Regions from separate parts of the Gossypium hirsutum genome. Here region 1 is linked to region 2. The links are chromatin contacts, called in public Hi-C maps. All regions are on one chromosome and are shown on one strand. Each heading gives the region's core, a stretch centred on a gene start, on an enhancer-like site or on the middle of the called end of the contact. The rest is flanking DNA. Distances are from core to core; before and after follow the strand shown.

Evidence for each region. A called contact is a pair of places that touch in the nucleus more often than the background predicts.
Region 1: a Hi-C map of leaf shows a contact between it and region 2, with 2.3 times the contacts expected there. The contact joins the promoter of LOC107891855 here to the enhancer-like site in region 2. A contact is called at or near these places in 3 of 34 Hi-C or Micro-C datasets (hypocotyl, leaf and petal).

What each region holds. Positions count from the first base shown.
Region 1 is chrA09:56,577,960-56,585,060 of Gossypium_hirsutum_v2.1, reverse strand. It overlaps LOC107891855, which reads left to right and starts at 1,308. Exons shown (of 7, transcript XM_016816777.2): 1 at 1,308-1,841; 2 at 1,934-2,131; 3 at 3,207-3,479; 4 at 3,853-3,955; 5 at 4,487-4,605; 6 at 4,710-4,886; 7 at 5,125-5,912. The coding sequence starts at 1,545. The coding sequence ends at 5,886.
Region 2 is chrA09:56,451,378-56,457,978 of Gossypium_hirsutum_v2.1, reverse strand. No RefSeq gene overlaps it. Among protein-coding and RNA genes, the nearest start is that of LOC107891857, 32 kb to the left of the region's middle. Within about 2 kb of position 4,113, at least 7 of the 9 cell types and tissues checked have an H3K27ac peak or open chromatin away from gene starts, as enhancers often do. A contact at or near this core is called in leaf, where this site is marked.

The DNA.
Region 1 (7,101 bases), core at 59-2,558, 130 kb before region 2:
TTTTATTAAACTGACAAAAATACCCTCTTTCAGCTTTTTAAGAAAATCTGATCCTATTTATTTGATTCGTATTTAAAATATTACGTGTATGTATGTATTTGTATATTAATAATTTATATTTATATTATTATTTAAACTCTTAATTGAATAAAAAAAATAATTATTGATTGACGGACATGACTCACTTGGATTACATATTTATAAAGGTCCACTCAAATAAATTGCTATAGGATTATTGTAAAAGGGTGTATATTTATAAAGGTCCACTCAAATAAATTTCTATAGGTTTATTGTAAAAGGGTGTTGGTGAACTCTGTAAAGGTTAAAGCTCACTACAGCTAATTGTATTTAGCTTCTTCTTACTAAAAAAATTATTGATTGACTTTATGTTATGAACCAATTGAGCGCAAACTCAATTGAAAAATAATTATTTTTTACAAAATAATATATTATGAGCGTGTCTTATTTTTCTAACATATTTTTATATAAAATCATATGCATGTTGAGATTTTTTTGATATTTTTGATGTATGTGTTTTACTGTTTATATATATATATATTTTTGAAAGTACAATATATTTTATTATTTTAATTAAAATTTTAAATATTCAATACATATATTTTTAAGCATTCAATTTTACTATTTTAATCAAAAATTTTTTATTTGATTTCTACATAAACTTTTAATAAATATATTTTTATATATTTTTTTCATTTATGTGCCATAATCTATTAATATTTAATTATTTTAAGTGAAAAGCTTACAATGCTTGAGGTTTGTGTCAGTCAGTCTCAATATTTTTAAAACATGACTGTTATTAAATTATTTATTTTATTGTTACTTCAAAATACTACAAATTAGATTTGTGAAGCAATATAACTTCAATCTATGAGATGTTTACATCATTGTTATTTTACTTGCCAACTCGATACAAAGTCATGATTAATTCATCATGCCTACTTTATTTATAAGGACACATGATATAAAATTTGATATTAATATTATCGTTTAAAATTCTTATTAAGTTTATGTTATTCATTAATCGGATTATTGATGTAGTTGTGAATTTACTAAAAATCTAATATTTATATAAAAAAATATATATTATTTTAAAAATATTTTTATCCTTTTTATATTTTATATAAAATTTAGAATATACATAAGGAATTTATAACGTAATAATAATTTTTAGTCTTTCATTCTTTATCATTTCAAAAATATTTAAAATTTAACCAACATTCTATAAATTTATTATATAATTTATTTAAAAAAATGTATTTTTGGAAAGATAGTTAAGTATTAGCTTTGTTGTCCAGCTGTACTTTTTTTTTTGTCCTTCTTAGTCATTTCACAATCGTCTTTCTTTCCCTTCTTCCTCTGCAACTTTCCATAAAAAAGGTAAGAAAATGGTAATTTTGTTGAGATTATAAATAAAAATCTCATTAAAAAAATTGCGGAGGAGGAATCAGCGGCGGTTAATTGTAAATTTCACGATCGATATCATATGCTTTATTTGATAAGAGACCTGGTGGAAAGCTGAGACGATGGCAGCGGGGACAATGGCCACGGCGGCAGGGGCGGCGGTGATACTTTATTACGTCTGGTTAAAGAAATCGGCGGCTAAAGACGGCGTCGATGGCGGAGAAGAAGGCGAAGATTTATTAAAATCGAGCAGATCGTTGAAGAAGAGAATAGCAAGAAGACCGGCTCAAGCGCCCGCAACATGGCTCGAAGCCATCGCCACGATATCGGAGACTCTAAGATTCACTTACTCGGAAACTCTGGGCAAATGGCCGATCGGCGATTTGGCTTTTGGCATTAATTATCTTATGCGGAGACAGGTTCGTTTAATTCAACCTCTTGTTTAGTCAAATTAGTTCTTTGATGTAAATATTAGAAATTTTGTTCTAAACCCCCTTTTTTTATTTTTTAGGGAAATTTGCAAGTGGCTAGTGTATATGCGGGAAACAATTGTGTGGAATTAAAGGGGCAAGAGATTAAAGAAGAGTTAAACAAGCTTTTAAGATTGTTGACTCTCTGTATGTTTTTCTCGAAGAAGCCATTTCCAGTGTTTTTAGACTTTGCCGGTTATTCAGAGGAAGACGTTCTTCTTCATAAACCCAAAGCTGGGGTACGTTTCCCTGTTCAAAGCATTTCTTTATTTTTTTTAATTTTATGTATAAAGTACAGCTTATTGTTTGATGATTGAGCAAGCAATGTGGAGTATTAGGCGTCCAATAGCTTTCTTTCCTTTTCGAATACTATGAGGGTTCTTGCGATTTTGAGTAGGAAACTGAACGCATCTTTTAGTTTATGCGCTAGGTAATATGTCCAGCAAGGCTTATTTGGCAGGAACGAATTACATATTACCCAGTTTCATCAAATTTATGTAAAACAAGTTAAGAACCAAGGTTGCATCTTTCTTCGAAGTTTTGTAGGCCATGCGAAGTCTAAATCATTATTGAATAACTTTCTTACTAGTTTGAATATGAGGAGGGTTCTTGTTCTGTCAAATATTTTAGCTTAAGCACGAGGCAATATGTCTAACAAGGCTTAGTTGGCAGGGAAAGAATGAGTATGGGCATAAAAGTTAACCCATTTGCATAAAATTTATGTAAAGTAAGAAAATTAAGAACCAAGGTAGCATCTTTCATTACCCTTGGTGTAGGCTATGTGAAGTTTTGATCATTATTTGAATTACTTTCTTACTAGTTTGAATATTAGTAGTGCTTTTGTGATGTCAAATATTTTAGCTTAGGCCCAAGTTAAAATATCCAATAAAGCTTAGTTGTGGGGAAAAGAATGAGAGAGAGGTGTAAAAATTACCCATTTTCTTCAAGCTTTAAGAACCAAGGAGGTATCTTTCATTATAGTTGGTGAAGCCTAGCATATCTGCATGGCACTTGCATTCCTTAGGCTAGGTGGAAATGCATTAACTTTTGCCATAGTCAAGTTAACTTTAGAGTATGGTCACAAAAAAAAGTTAGCTTTAGAGATTTTTGACCAGCTGGGTTCTTTTGCCATTTCCATTTGGGGTTTAACAGGACTTCGAACTTTTCATTGACTTATTCATTTTAATGAAGTAAATTATGTTACTGAGGATAGTTTTGTAGTGTGTCTTCTTTCCATCTGTTTTTGGGTGTGTAATAAAGCGGTTCTAGTTCTTCTGTGAGGATATTGATTTACTTTTAGAATAAATTTTGCAGCTTATGAAGCCAGCTTTCACAATTATATGTGATAAGGACTCAAAGTGCTTCCTCCTATTGATTCGTGGCACTCATAGCATTAAAGATACACTAACAGCAGCGACTGGTGCGGTGGTGCCTTTCCACCATTCAGTTTTACATGATGGTGGAATTAGCAACCTTGTTTTAGGATATGCACACTGTGGAATGGTTGCTGCAGCTCGTTGGATTGCAAAGCTTGCTGCTCCTTGCTTGCTCAAGGCTCTCAGTGAATATCCTGACTATCAAGTTAAGGTAATTGTTAACTGTTTTGTTTTCTCACTAATACAGTGAACATACAAATATTTGTGTGCTTCCTTTGTTATGTATTACTAATCCCTATTTTCAAAGCTACTTAGATGTAGATTTTTCTGATGGATTCAACATAAACAACATTGTTTTACCTTGTTTTTCCTGTTATTATAATCCCTTCCAGTATGACCCGTATTTTTAACTAGATGATGTATATTTTGCTTAATGCTTAGTTACTTTCAGTATGATCTGTATATTTTGCTAGATGATGTATATCTTGCTGTTGAAGTTATATGCTTTTGTGATATAATTATTGGATAAAATTTGCTAGCTTAGATATACAAACTGGGTATCTAATGTTTCTTTTCAACATCAGATAGTTGGGCATTCACTTGGAGGTGGAACAGCGGCATTATTAACATACATTCTTCGGGAACAGAAAGAGTTTGCCTCTAGCACTTGTTTTACATTTGCCCCAGGTAAATGATTCAGCATACATTTGTTCATAATTAAGCTATTGCCAGTGTGCGTGTTATTATTAGCTCATTCTCTAAAGCATTTAGTCCGTTTAACACAAATAGCGTTATTTGACTCTGTGCTACTCAGGCTCGGGTGTATGTTGGGTACGGTTATGTGCCCACACTTTATGGCTTTTTTTTTTTAAAGAGATTTTTTTCTTTTTTTTTGATTTAGAAGGTCCTGGGAGGAGGATCATCTTCATTTCCAGATATGCATTGGACATGAGTATTTAAAAGAAAAAATGGAGGAGTCAAAGCAACATAAATTTGACTTTCTTTGGCCATATTTTGACACATCAATGATAATTATTTTGTTCTATAAGAGATAAATCAAATGGATGTACATGTGGAAGGTGTGGAAGGCTAAAATTTTTATATTAAAATTTTGCTTCAAGCTTTTAGGTTTACATCGAAAGGTTGTAATGACTTGTGCTTAATGAGGCTTCATTTATCCCTTACGAGAAATTAATTACGCTCTTTTCAAAATTGCAGCTGCTTGTATGACATGGGATTTAGCGGAGTCTGGCAAGCACTTCATTACAACTATCATCAATGGGTCCGATTTAGTGCCTACATTCTCAGCTGCTTCAGTTGATGACCTTCGCACTGAGGTGCTTTTCATTTTATCCTCGAGTGGATAACAAATTGAAACAGCTGTTCATAATGGTTATAACCTACTTGGTGAGGGTTCTTACCTAAAAGTTGTTTTCATCAGGTTACAGCATCTTCATGGTTAAACGATTTGAGGGATCAGGTTGAACGCACTCGGGTCCTTAATGTTGTTTACCGTTCTGCTACTGCTCTGGGTTCACGTCTTCCCTCTATAGCTAGTGCAAAAGCCAGGGTTGCTGGTGCTGGTGCACTTCTTCGACCGGTTACAAGCAGCACTAGGGTAAAACCATAATGAGTTTGTGAAACTTCAAATTTGTTGGTTTCCTGAGATGTACGATACAGTTTTCTGCCAAAAAATTGCACGTGATATACGAGTTTCCTTGACCATGTAGTTTGAGCTTTTGTGTAGATCATATTGTTTAACAAGTTAAAGAATCTGATGCCCGTTTTGCTTTAATTTTCATGGGGTATTTCAGTTTTGTGTCTGATTCATGGGTTATCTCCCTTTTTAACTTTAGGTTGTCATGAAGGGTGCACAGAATGTCGCTCAAGCTGTTGTCAGAAGCCATTCATCTCTATCTTCATGGTCATGCATGGGTCCCCGTCGTCGTAATGTAGGTCCGGCATTGAATGCTAAAGGGGATGATATGACTGAAGCTTCAGTAGTATCAGAAAGAAGTTCTGAAGCTTTTGTGACTGAGGTGGTTACAATAGATCCAGTACAAACAAGTGTGGAATGTAATTCCGGTGGTGGTTCTGGCTGTGATGACACAGATGAAGACGAACCCCTGATTACAATGGATAGAGTTATTACCACATCAACCGTGGATGAAATCACAGGTGGTGAGTTGTGGTACGAACTAGAGAAGGAGCTTAAGAGGCGGGCAAGCGAGGTTGATCTTCAGGCCCAAGCAGAAGAAGCAGCTGTGGCGAAAGAAATAACGGAGGAAGAGACAGTTATAGCTGATACATCATCAGAAAGTAAAACAACGGTATCTTCCTCGGATGCCTTGGAGAACCACCAGTTCTATCCCCCAGGCAGAATTATGCATATTGTTTCGATACCTTCATTGGATCCTAGTGGGAAGCTAGATGATGATGATGGGGATGGGGATGGGTCGAATGATGAACGTGTTGGTATATACGAAACACCCAGAGAACTGTACAGTAAAATCAGGCTATCGAGAACCATGATCAATGATCATTATATGCCTATGTATAAGAAAATGATGGAATTGTTAATTAGTGAAGTCCAAAAAGATGAAGCCTGTAACTATTGAAGTTTTTACAAGATTTACATTGCTCATTTCTCAAGTGTAATATTCCTATGAATGTATTGGTAATGAATAGAATTAGTTTTTCAAAAAAAAAATTCTATAAGCTTATGGTTTTCTTGAAGTAAACTGTGCGTGAATCGGATTTATCTGTTTGCTCTATTTAAAATGATTTTTTTTTATTTTAATATATTTTTAAAGTATAATGTTAAATTTAGTTTTTATTGATGTTAATTTGACATTTATTTTTTATATTAAATTTGACTTAAATTGACTATAAGTTTTTTTAATAATAATATTATTTAAAAACATTAAAATATTAAATATATTAATTTGAATGGCAGTTCATACTTTGTGATTTATTTTTTATTTTTATAAATTGTAAATTATTTATTGACGTGACTTAAAATAAGTTGCGTTATGTCAGCACAAAGTGCATGTGTACTATTATGTCAATTTTATTAAAATAATTAATGTGTTACCAATAAGTGATTGTGTGTAATGATAAGGCACATTACATTATTAAGGGGAGGATCTAGAAGACAACCTTATTGAGAGGGGTAACCACGAATCCTGAATATGAACAGTAAAACGGATATGCATAATATAAAAAAAAAGTTAAAATATTTTTGTTACAGAAAGTAATTTAACACTTTTTAAAAGATGAATGACAAAATTTAATTAAGAAAAGATTGTATTGATAGAAAATATAAATGTTTGAGAGATGTTTGAATTTTGTGGATGCACAAGCAGATTTAAGATGCTTTCTGCTATGTAGATTAAGTTAATCATTCATGAATAGATATCAATTACTAAAATTAAAAAAAAAAACCTCATAATTGATTTAAATAGAACTTGATTTCGAATCTTACGTTGATTCAAATAAATGATTCTTTTTTCTGCAAACAAGAATATTAAATATGAAATATTGATAATTTGATTGATATTTTTAGTACTAATGGTTTTTTTAGGTATAAAAATAAATTTAATCTTTTAATCTTTATTTATTTGTTTTTGGACAAAAATACTTACTGAATTGTTAAAATTTTAATTGTATTGACGTGACAATTTATGCGGCATTTTATGTATACTTAATTGTTAACATAGATAAATTTTTTTAAAATTTTTATGAATTATTTTGAAATTTGTTGCTTTGTAAATATTTATTATTATTATTATTTTTGAACTTTTATGAATTATAAGTAGAGTACCACGCGAGTT
Region 2 (6,601 bases), core at 2,864-5,363:
TTCAACTCGAACAAAATTTTTCCAACCAATCCAAATTCCCCCAGCATAACCAACAGCTTCCACACGATACGAAAATTGAAAACCCAACTTTGCGTTAATTTTATCAGCTTTGGACTAACTCTAGTCTCCAGCAGGCTAATGATATCTGGTCTGTGTTCCATATTATACTCACGAAAAATGCGAGGAAATCTAGCATTGGCGAAAACCTGACAGTTCCAAGAAAAAATCGAGAGATTCATAAATAATAAAATTATATAAAAAGAAACGTACCACTACTATCAAGAATCATTCAAACCACTAGGGCCAGATTCAACTAGAGCTCATGTTCCAGCTTATTCGATAAATTAGAGGAAATAAGCTTCGCCACCTCTTCCATAGAATTAGCTAAAGAAACTCGTGAATTGGCAGAAGCTTTAAAGCGACTCACTCGTCCCCTTAGAACATTACTATTCTTACGTCCTCCTCTAGCAACGCCAAATTTCCCATTAAATTTTCGGTCCTGAGTTCCTACACTACCTGCGCTCAGAGACTCAATAGTACGACCTTTAGACTGATTAGGAGAATTAGAAATTTTTTTAAAAATAACAGCAGAATGCTTCCCCTGATCTAAAATACTATCGGTCAACTAAACTGCAACCTCAACTGGACCTTCAAAGGCCGGGTTGAAATGCGCCTTGATTTCATCCAGGTTTTTAGCTTGCAAATTTGAGTCAACACCATTCTCTCATCATACTTTAAAACATGTAATAACACTTCTATACTAATTTTCCAATTTTTACAAAACAATCCTTATACTTTAAATTCCATAGTTTTTACAAATCAATCCATGAAATTCAACTTTTACATTTTTTTACATTTAGTACTATTTATTCCCTAAAATATAAACTTTCCTATTTTTAGAATTTAGTACTTTTTTTTCTATTTTAGTTAAATTAAATACTTTACTCCTTCACTTTACACCTTTCCCACATAATTCAATTCATATCCATACCATAAGTACTTCAATACATATTTAACTAAGATTATCTAGAATTTATCATAACTTAATATCTATTTCTTGAACTCAATCATTTTCTTAATTAGACATACTTTAACAATACCAAGGAACACTTTTACAAAATATAACATTTTCATACCATCTTTATTGTTTTCCCCACTTTTCCAATTGTTAAAATCAATAATATTGTATTTCTTCTTCATTTTTTTTGTTTTATCTTTCATATTCATTTTACAGTTTATGTTCGGAGTTCGAAATTGTCCTCTCAACAATATAATTTTCAAAGTTTAAAGCCACATTCTCTTCTTAAAAGTCTAATATACTTTATCACTACACCAAAAACTTATTAATTTACTTTTATCATTTAAACTTACAAAATCTCCATTTTCAATCATCACTTTCTTATTCATAATTCATTCATTACCCTTTCAACATAACACTTTCATGCATGCATATAATACAACTAAATTCATGTAAATATACAAACCAATTTCATATAAATTCACTTAATCTACACACATATATATATATATATATCCTATTCAAACTTACGGAAAATAAATTATACAACTTACCTTAATTTTTCATAGCTATTAACTTACCTATATACATCCTCTCTTCACTTCTTCTTCAATCTCCAAGTTCCCATATTTCATTTCAAAAAATAAAAAATAAAAAATCATCCTTGAATTATTTTTAAATGCATAAGCTACTTTTATTTTCATGAAGTTTCTAGATTTTCATAATGAAACTTGGTCAGAAATTATGTCAAGTTCTCTCTTCCCTCTCTTTATTTCCCGTGCCAATACCCAGGATGTATTCATGGGCCGGATTGGGCTGGGTTCGAGCTAGACCTAATTAAAAATTTAGTCCCGTTTACTAGGCTCGACCCGAAAAATGAGCCTAAAATTTTGCCCAAACCCGACCCGACCTGTATTGTTTTTTTATATTGATTTTTATATAATTTTTAAATATATATAATACATCAAAAATACTAAAAACATCAAAATAAATATTTTCCAACAAATTGAAAATAGATTTTAAAAAATATGTATACTTATATAACACTAAGATAGATGCAACTTAACAAACAAATGCCTCTAAAATAATAACAAAATTAAGAAATGCTTCTAAAATAATAACAAAATTAACAATAAAACAAGTTTTATACAATATCCAAACAGTAACAACAAAATAGTAGCAACATAATAGTAGAATGATAGCAAAATAGGGAGAAAATAACAAGAAAATAGCATTAAAAAAAATAAAAAACAGATTTTTTTTCCTTTAGTGAATTCAAGCCGGGCCTAGACCAAAAATACCTTACCCGAGGCTCAACGGGCCTTTTTTTTATTCAAGCCTATTTTTCGGACTTATATTTTTGTCCAAACCTTCCCATATTTTGGGCGGGCCTTTGAACCGGGCTAGGTGACCCGACCAATGAACAGGCCTACCAAGTAAGGAAGAATTCCCACAATTTTTCTAAAATTTTCTTCATTTATTTGTCCATTTATTTAATTATTAAATCAATTAAAACTTTAATCTAATGGCACAAATTCATTCTACCAAAATATATTTTCTAATTAAATATTTAACATAATCATTAACGATAAAATACCAAATTGCTCTTTAAAATATTTTTACTCATATTTAAGCCATAAGGTTAAAATAACCATTAATTTCACTTTTTTTTTCGTTTGTTGACATAGTATATATGTGTCCCAATTTAATCATTATTTATGTAAATATTATTATAATAAGATAAATCCCAAAACTATACATGAACTATGATTTAATGTACAATCGTATACATGAATTTTAATTTTGTGTAATTTTATACATGAAATTTTGATTTGATCCAATTGTTGTAAATTATTAACATAATTATTAATATAACATTATTTTATGTTTTTATATTGCTTACATAAATAACTATATTTAGCCAATATAAAAATAAATTGATGTATTTATTTCTTTAAATGTGCATGGTTAAATCAAAATTAAAGTTTTAGGTATATATTTAAATCACAATTAGAGTTTCACATGTATAATTGCATTAAATTAAAGTTCATATATACAATTACACATTAAATCGAAGTTCATGTATAATTTTAAGATTTATCCCTATCATAATTGCATTTAATCCTTTTTCACTCAATGTATATAAGTCCCTCTACTCTCTTTCCAAGTACAATATAGTCTATATCTTGATTTTTCTTCTTTAAATATTAATATATTTTCAATGTTATTTTTAAATAAAATAATTAATTACTTCACCATTTCTCTTTCATGGTCAAATTACACTTTAGTCTATCATTTTTATTAAAATTCAATTTAGTCCCTACTAAAAATTTATTATTCATATTTCTTTATCAATATATATATTTTTGAAAAATCAACTGGACTTTATATTAAACTAAATCAGAAATTACAAATGAGGATTATCACCATAATGGCTTAAAACCCAAAAAAGAAACGGCAAATAAAACTTAAAAGAAACAATAGAATTAGGCCCAATCCCATATAGAAATGACCCATAAACTAAAAAAAAATTCAAATAAATAATAAAAAAGGAAACCTAATTTCTGTCCAGTCAATTACTACAGCTGGACGCCATCCCTTGTCTTTTCATTTCACCTTTCCAGTTTTAATGATAGCAATTCCCCAAAAAAACTTTACTCTTCTGCTATCAATTTCTTTGAAGACCTTCTTTCATCTGAACTCTGCTGCTCTCAATCTAGCTTTCTTGGTCTCCGATTCTCCCTCTCGCGATGAGCATGGCCTGGATCCTCCCCTGCAGGTAATGTCCCACTCCCTTCTTCAGTACATCTTTGGCAAGGAAATGTGCATATTCATTTTCTGATTTAGGAATAAAATGAAAATTGATATCCTGAAAATAAACTTTTTTGCTTTGAATGCCTCTAATGAGCGCTCCTATAATCGATTTGTCCGGATCTTTAGATTGACATTTCTTTATCACTGTTCTTGAGTCCCCTATTATTTGTAGACTGTTAAAACCCATTGTAATACCTAATTGAATCTCTTGTAACCCTGCATCTGCCTCCACCACGAACGGGGATGATATATCGGAGTGGATCACCGTCTTTGATACCAAGATCCCTCCCCCCTTATCTCGTACAGCCAGACCAGAAGCAGATCTGAAAGATCTCTTGTCAAAGGCCGCATCAAAAAAGACAGTCACCCTTGTGCTTCTTGCAGTTTGTTTGTGACCTTTGTTAACATTTAAGGGGAGTTTTTTTTGTTCCACTCCATTCAACTCCGATATATAATTGATAACTTGTTTCGAAATATCTCTGCCTGTAGAACTCTTCCTTTCATAAATTAGTTGATTTCTATGTTTCTAGATTGACCATAATCCACAACAAAAGAGATGACATTATTCTATATTTCCTCGACTGAATGCTCAGGTAAGCCACTCCCATATACTGTAAAGATCATTATTAAAACCCAAGAGATATTTAAGTTCAACCATACTTCTGTTGTTGTAGGACAGTACCGGAAGATTTGGTTACTGTCTTCTTCGGAGTTGTGACATCTGGGACAAAGAGCTGCTATTACCATTTTTTATTCTTGAGATTAGTTAAAGTAGTAATATAATTCCAAGAAATTCTCCAAATTGTTAATTTAATTTTTGAAGGGAGATGTATATTCCATAATTTCCTACAGAAATCTCTAGTCTCCGCCTATAAAAAATTATCACTAGGACCCAAATTAGCCTCCTGTAGTTTATTGTTAATTTAATTTTTGAAGGGAGATGTATATTCCATAATTTCCTACAGAAATCTCTAGTCTTGGCCTGTAAAAAATTATCACTAGGACCCGAATTAGCCTCCTGTAGTAGTTTATAAGCACTCCTGACTAAGAATTCTCTTGACGGTTCCCTTCTCGACACTTGGAAGTCTTCATGAACTGTCTCTGCCAAAGGGATCTATAGAATCTTCTTTGCAATGTCCACATTAAAGGTATTAACAATTAAATCTGTATTCCAAGTTCTATTAGTGCCAACAATCAGATTTGATACTTTCTTGATATTTTCATTGCTGGCCTTATTTTGCAATCTGTCTTTTTCAGCTCCCGATGTCTATAAATTGCCCTAAATAGAGATACGATCTCTTGTGCCTACCCTCCAACATAATCCTTTCTCCAAAACTCCTTTTACTGCCCAACACTCTTCCAGGTAAGCGAAGGTAAATTTCCTAATTGAGCATTGATAAAATCTGAATTTGGATAATACTTTGCTTTTAAAATACGGCTTAGTAAAGTATTGGGAAAATTAATAAGATGCCACCCTTGTTTGGCTAATAACGCAATATTAAATTTATCGAGATTTCGAAATCCTAATCCACCATCTTCTTTCAAAGAGTATAAGTCTTTCCAAGTACACTAATTTATACATTTTTTATCTCGACTTTTCTGCCTCCAGAATTTTGCAATTATGCTTTCTGTTTCAGCACATAGAGATTTAAGGAGTAAGAAACATGTCATGGTATAGGTTGGAATAACTTGAAGAATAGCTTTTATAAATACCTCTTTTCCACCTTGGGAGAGATGTCTTACACTCCAGCTATCAATCTATTGTTTAATTATATCCTTCAAAATTGGAAATGACATTATCTTTCTTCTTCCTACTATATTAGGAAGACCAAGGTACCTTTTCGGATTATTCGAACTTAGTACTCTAAGGGCCTTGGAAATTGTTGTTTTGTCCCCTTCTTGCGTATTAATACTAAAAAATATTGTAGATTTGTCATAGTTTACACATTGATCAGAACAATTATCATAGTCAAGCAAAATCTGCTTTAGTGAATGAGCACCTATATCTGTAGCCTCCCCAAACAATATACAATCATTTGCGAATAATAGATGTGAAACTTGTGGACCATTTCTACTTGCCTTAACCCCTTTAAGTGTGTTTCCCCTCATAGCCAGTCGCATAAGATTAGAAAAACCTTCCCCACAAATTAAGAAAAGGGACAGACTCAAAGGGTCACCCTGTTTTAATCCCCTTGTAGGACGAAAATAATCACCTATGTCCATTAAAAACCACCGAATAAGAAACTGTAGATACACACTTCATCAAAGAATCAACCTAACCTGGATCAAAACTCATTCGTTTCATAATTTATTCAACAAAATGTTATTCAACTCTATCATACGCTTTACTCATATCCAATTTTACTGCAATAAATCCTTTTTTTCCCATCTTCTTCTGTTTCAAGGTATGAAAGATTTCATAGGCCAACAACACATTATCCTAGATTAACCTCCTCGATACAAACGCATTCTGTGCTAGATCTATACATTTATCAATGACTATCGAAAGATGATTTGCTATGACCTTACCGATTTAACTTATAGAGCACATCGCATAAGCTAATTGGTCGAAAATGAGTAATAGTTGAAGGGTTTGGAATTTTTAAAATAAATACTATATTATTTTTGTTAATTTGTATCGCTCCAAAATTTAAAGTTTTGATTTCGTGTATGTATGACACACAATTGAGTATCTGCTTCAGTGGCTAAATGTTCTATGTGTGTGTGAGAGGTCTCAAGTTTAAGCATTACTTGGGCAAATTTTGGTAT